Regions from separate parts of the Mus musculus genome. Here region 2 is linked to region 1. A link is a contact called in public Hi-C data. All regions are on one chromosome and are shown on one strand. The core of a region is the stretch at or near the end of the contact, and the rest is flanking DNA. Distances in the headings are between cores, read along the strand shown.

Region 1 (2,700 bases), core at 24-2,523:
TACAAAACAAATAAAAATATATATGTATGACTCTGTGTCTGTCTGCCTACCTCTCTCCCTGTTTCCCTGTCTCTTTCTCTGTCTCTCTGTCTGTCTCTGTCACTCTGTCTGTCTCTGTCTCTCTCTCTGTCTCTCTCTGTCTCTCTGTCTCTGTCTCTGTCTCTCTTTGTCTCTGTCTCTCTCTCTCTGTTTTGAGACAGGGTCTCACTATGTACCCTGCATGGCCTAAAACTTGCTATGTAGACCACACTGGCTTTGAACTCACAGAGCCCCACCTGCCTCCGCCTAGAATCAAAGGTGTGTGCCTCCATGTGCAGCTTCCCTAGTAGCATTTGACCACATTATTTCTAGCGTCATTTTCAATACAAATCATGTCACTTTTCACCAAACATAGGACAGATGAGCCCAGAACAGCTCCTAGCCATTGTTGGGAAGTCTGTGTGAGGTTTGCAAGCCCAGACCCCATTTTAACTGAATGCATCTTTGCCTTGCTTGTGTTTGCCATAACAGGGAATCCACGATGGGGCCAGAGGCTCCCAACCTGTGCTCCCTGGTTGTCAGTGGGTAAGTCCTCATGTTTCTCTCCTTGCCTGCAGCTATGCTCTCCTGCATTCCCCTGGGACCCTTCTCACATAGCTCACAGTGTGTGAATTGTCCCACTTACTCCCCTGTCACCTTCCCGAGGACTTTGCTACACTAGACTTTGAGCTGGCTACTGAGGACCCAGGACAACCTCACTGACACTTACAGTCATCAGCCTCCCAGATTCTCACATAGCCAATGAGGCACTGTGTATCCCAGGCCCCATGGAGACACAGCAGATGGGAGACAGCTGATGCCCAGCAGGTATCCGCAGGAGCCAGTCTTCATCCTGGTGAGTCAAAAACAAACCCTTCTGTCTTTGTCACAGTTTCCATTACTGTGAAGAAACACCATGACCAAGGCAACTCTTATCATGGGCAACATTTAATTGGGGCTGGCTTACAGTTTTGGGGGTTCAGTCCATTAGCATCATGGCGGGAAGCATGGCGTCATGCAGGCAGACAGTGCTGGAGGAGCCAAGGGTTCTACATCATCTTGATCAGAAGGAAGCCAAGAATCTTTCCACATTGGGCGGAGCTTGAGCATAGAGACTGCGATGTACTTCCTCTAACAAGGTCACACCTCCTCCAACAAGGCCACACCTCCTCCAACAAGGCCACACCTCCTAATAGTGCTATTCCTTATGGGCCAAGCATTTAAAAAAATGAGTCTATGGGGGCCATACCTATTCAAACCACCACACCTTCTGTCTTTAATACCTGCTTCTCCCTGGTATTTTGTCACAGCAGAAGAAAGGTAACTAGTATAGCCAGCCGCCTTCTCTAAGCAAATCTGAACACGGCCTGAGCAAACAGCAGATGATGACACTACATCCAAAGACTGGTGCTGCTCATGTGCCTGCTCTCCGCCTAGGGAGGAGAGCGTGTCTCCATTGATAACTGGCTTGGTTGAACTTTAGTCCTGCAAAATGTTAGAGGAGATGGTGATGTACAGCCCTAGGGCTCAGGATGCCCCCCCCCCCGTTTTTTTTTTTTTTTAACATTTGTCTTTCTACCATGGGAAGATGGCAAGAAGTGACATCCTAGCCATGTGACCATGGATGGAAAGCACCCACCAGGAACACTCCTTTCCTCCACAGGACACTGAAACTTGGGACAGTTTGTTACTTGGCAAGAACACATATGTCCTGATTGACTTCTGTCCACACACAGCCCCGACTTCCTCGGTCGGACTGTGGCGCCCAACCCCTGCTGACCCAAGGTATCTACCCTTCGCGCCTTGCCTAGTGTACCTCACCCCTTCCCGGCTAGTCTTTCCCACATTAACTCACCTCTTTCACCGTGCACACCTCCCCCTGAATACCAACCCCTCCCCCACCCTGCACCATGGTCCTGTGATCCTGTCCCTACCCACCAGGGCTTATAATCTGGGACCAGCCCACCCTGCCCCCGGATATGTGTGTGCCTTTACTGCTTCAGTCTCCTGTCAATCCTTTGGCTACTTCTGCTTGCATCTGAGGCTATGAGGTCCCAGTGGCTAGTTGGGGCTGGCAGTGGTGTGTGCCTGCCCTGAGCTGGGTGCCAGACTGAGCAGAGGCAAGAGCGGGAGATGTGTTTCTGCTCAGGACAAAAGAGCCAGAGGACAGAGCTTGCCTGAGGCATGAGAGAGAGAGAGAGAGAGAGAGAGAGAGAGACTCTTTGTTGTTCAAATTCTGTTTTCCAATTGAAGAAATGTTCACACTCTGCCAGCCACAATGTTCCCTGGCCAGAAAGACCAAGGCACTAGCTCTGCCCCTAACAGCAGCAGCTCTAGGATGCTGACTCTACTCAGTCACATGCCTCTCCCATCTTTGGTCTGAGAGTTATCAGATGAAAAAAGATGACTCAGCAGGTGAGGGCCCTAAGGTTGAGGGTGATTAGATTCTCCTCCCTAATCCCTCTACCCCTTTCTCTCTGGTTCCCCGAGGAGGCTCGTGGCTATGCGTCTGCCACAGACTCTTGTAGTACCAAAATTGCTGGGTTCACTTTTCATTCTCCTTGGTCCTCAATGAAGCCGGAGAAACGCAGAGATCAGGCATGACTGGATAATGCTATCTTCACCTCTCAGGGCCAGCCAGCCACAGACTACCACACTCCTCCCCGTCACTGTTAAAGGGAG
Region 2 (2,700 bases), core at 193-2,692, 94 kb before region 1:
GAATGGTGGCTTTTGCTCTTAGGTCACAGCTGCAGGGGTCTAATGCCTCATTCCGCAAACTGTCTCATTCAGTGGCTCGTGGGCTGGAGCTAGAAATAGACCTGAGTAATCCCAACCCTGCCCACATTGTAGCCTGGTGTCTGCCCCCCTTCCCGTTTGTGGGTGAAGCTAGAAAAAGACCTGTGTGACACCCCCACCCCCACCCCAAAGCCACATATTGCAGCTGGTTGACCTTTATCCGTATACCATCTTGTGTGGAAACCCCAGCTTGGGAGGGGCTACTCCCTATACAAGGCAGCCTTGTATGGCTCTCTGAAGGCCTTTCATGTTTAGACCATCTTCCTCTGCCCCTGACAGTACAACTATGACCTCCTTCTCTCCACTGACCACTGGTCTCTTCTATCCAGGGCAGGTGGGAAGGGACTTATGAGCTCTGACATCCATCCGTCCCTCCGTCCCTCCCTCTGAGAGAGAAGACTCAAGTGAAGTCATGTATTAGCCTAAGAAAGCAAACTATGTGGTGTGTCGCATAGCTAGGGAAACTGAGTGTGTGCACAGCATTGTGTGTGTGTGAAGAGTGAGTGTGTGTCCATACATGCTCTCACATGCTCAGAGCTCTGGGGACACCTGGATATGGTTTCTGGAATCTGGGATGATGTCTCATAAGCATCCCAAGAGCTGTGTGTGTACCACTCCAAGCACCAAGGACATGCCTATGTGCGCTCAGAAGCAGCTACTGGGTGCTCATAGAGGCTCCATTGCTGAGTTAAGCCTGCAGTGTTCAATCACACAAGGGCACTGCCCAGTAGCAAGTAGGGATGCCCTCTTGGGGGCTCTTCCATCTGGAAGTCCAATCATCTCTCTCCCAGAGAGGGTTCAGGCTCTAGCTGTAGCCAGGAAGGAGAGGTCCAGCCCATAGCACAAAGCCTCTGTCTCTGTTTCTATTTCCTCCTCCTCCTCCTCCTCCTCCTCCTCCTCCTCCTCCTCCTCCTCCTCCTCCTCCTCCTCCTCCTCCTCCTTCTCCCAGAACCAAAGGGACCCAGTGTCCACATGCCCTGAAGACACAGCACCACTGTGGAGTAGATTCTTGCTCTGGGGTGGACCACAATAGTCCCTGCTGAGGCTGTAGGCACTGCTGGGGACAACCCCACACTGAGATGCGGATGTCTGTGTGTCAGCCTGGACTTTGCCCCATCCCTAGAGAGTTAGCTTTGCAAGCCATCAAAAAGAGTCCCTGGGCTGTGGATCCCAATCACGTCCTGTGGTCTCTAGCTGCCTTGTCTGGCATTCACCTGCTGTCTGCAAGCTTTGTTTTTTTGCTTGGGGCTGGGGTGCCCTTGCTCAGGGCACTTGATTCTAGGAAAGGAATAGGGCTACAACCATCAAGGGAAGAGCAAACCACGCCCACTAATCAGCATATTCCAGCCCACGTTCCTGGCATTGGCTAAAGTGACGGCCACATGACCTAAGTGTCCGGTTGCAATCTGTTCTGGGTTTCTTTTCGAAGCCGCAGGAAAGAGTCTTAGCAGGCAGGTGCCAGCTGGATGCAGATCTTCCTGGAGTGTGTCCAGGCTGACTGAAGACTTGGGGATGACTAAAGCGTTTTAGTTTCTCTTCAAATTGGAAGAAAAATGAGCTCTTGGGCCAAAGGAAGCATTCTAAAAAATATAACATTGATTGATTCCTGTTCTCACCAGCCACAAGCTGTCATTTGAGAACTGTTTTATGGAGGAAGAACTCACGAAAGCGCTCACGGACCTCAGGCCCATGGAAGCCACAGTGCAGCTGCATCCACTCTTCCACTCACAGTGAGGTCAGCCTGGTCACATGCTGGCAAAGACCTGGACAGAGACAGTGGGGATGAGGGCAGGCCTGCGTGCTGGACAGATGGCACGGGCATGCTTACAGCTCCTTACAGCACACTGCAGCCTGCTGGTCTCACTGTGGGATCAACTGCCTAGCACGCAGATAGGAAAACTGTGGCCCAGAGGGATTTGGCACATGCCAAAGTGACACAGCATGTCACTGCAGAGACAAGATTTGCACAGGTGAAATTGGTACGGTCCTAGTTCTGGCTGCCGAACTGCTTCCTACCCTAGGTCAGGGTATACCTGGAACCAGCCTCACGGTCTGGGTCCTTCTCAAAGAACCTTGAGGAACACACACAAGGGTAGGTAGAGAGGTGTCCACGCTGCAGGGATCACAATCTCTATAGAGGACTGCTCCATGAGTTTGGGGTGGGTCTTTCCCCTCCAGAAGCTGTGCAGCACAGTGTTGAGATGTCTCATGGCAGCTTCCTATGGAAGAACGAGAGACTGCTCACAGCCAGAGAGGTGTGGTTTCTTGGAGGTTTGTGGCAGGTAGATAGGAAAAGTCCCTTTAAACTTTCTCTCTCTCTGTGTGTGTGTGTGCACGCGTGCGCACGCGCACGTGTGCATGCACCTGTGGGTACAGATAGGATATATAGATGTAGACATTTAATTTCTGCCAACGTCATAGCCACAGGCCTCTCTGTCAAGGAAGTAACAGATCAGATCTCAAAATGAGCAATTAGAACGATTGCTTTTTGAGTGAAGAGCCTCTGGCAAAGTAATTTAATTAAAAGTGTCATAACTCAAGACCCAGGCAGCTGGCAGGGGTTGGGGGATGGGTTCTTCCCAGTGCAGAAGGAACAAGATGGGTAGAACCCCAGTAATATCA

Evidence for each region. Hi-C and Micro-C count contacts between places; a contact is called where the count stands out from the background.
Region 2: a Hi-C map of the N1E-115 cell line shows a contact between it and region 1, with 2.3 times the contacts expected there. The contact joins two enhancer-like sites. A contact is called at or near these places in 2 of 484 Hi-C or Micro-C datasets (the N1E-115 cell line and nephron progenitors) and 1 of 9 other capture datasets (embryonic stem cells).

What each region holds. Positions count from the first base shown.
Region 1 is chr5:129,359,829-129,362,528 of GRCm38.p6, reverse strand. No RefSeq gene overlaps it. Among named protein-coding and RNA genes, the nearest start is that of Gm34145, 53 kb to the right of the region's middle. Within about 2 kb of position 1,273, at least 2 of the 459 cell types and tissues checked have an H3K27ac peak or open chromatin away from gene starts, as enhancers often do. A contact at or near this core is called in the N1E-115 cell line, where this site is marked.
Region 2 is chr5:129,454,148-129,456,847 of GRCm38.p6, reverse strand. No RefSeq gene overlaps it. Among named protein-coding and RNA genes, the nearest start is that of Gm34468, 38 kb to the left of the region's middle. Within about 2 kb of position 1,442, at least 160 of the 459 cell types and tissues checked have an H3K27ac peak or open chromatin away from gene starts, as enhancers often do. A contact at or near this core is called in the N1E-115 cell line, where this site is marked.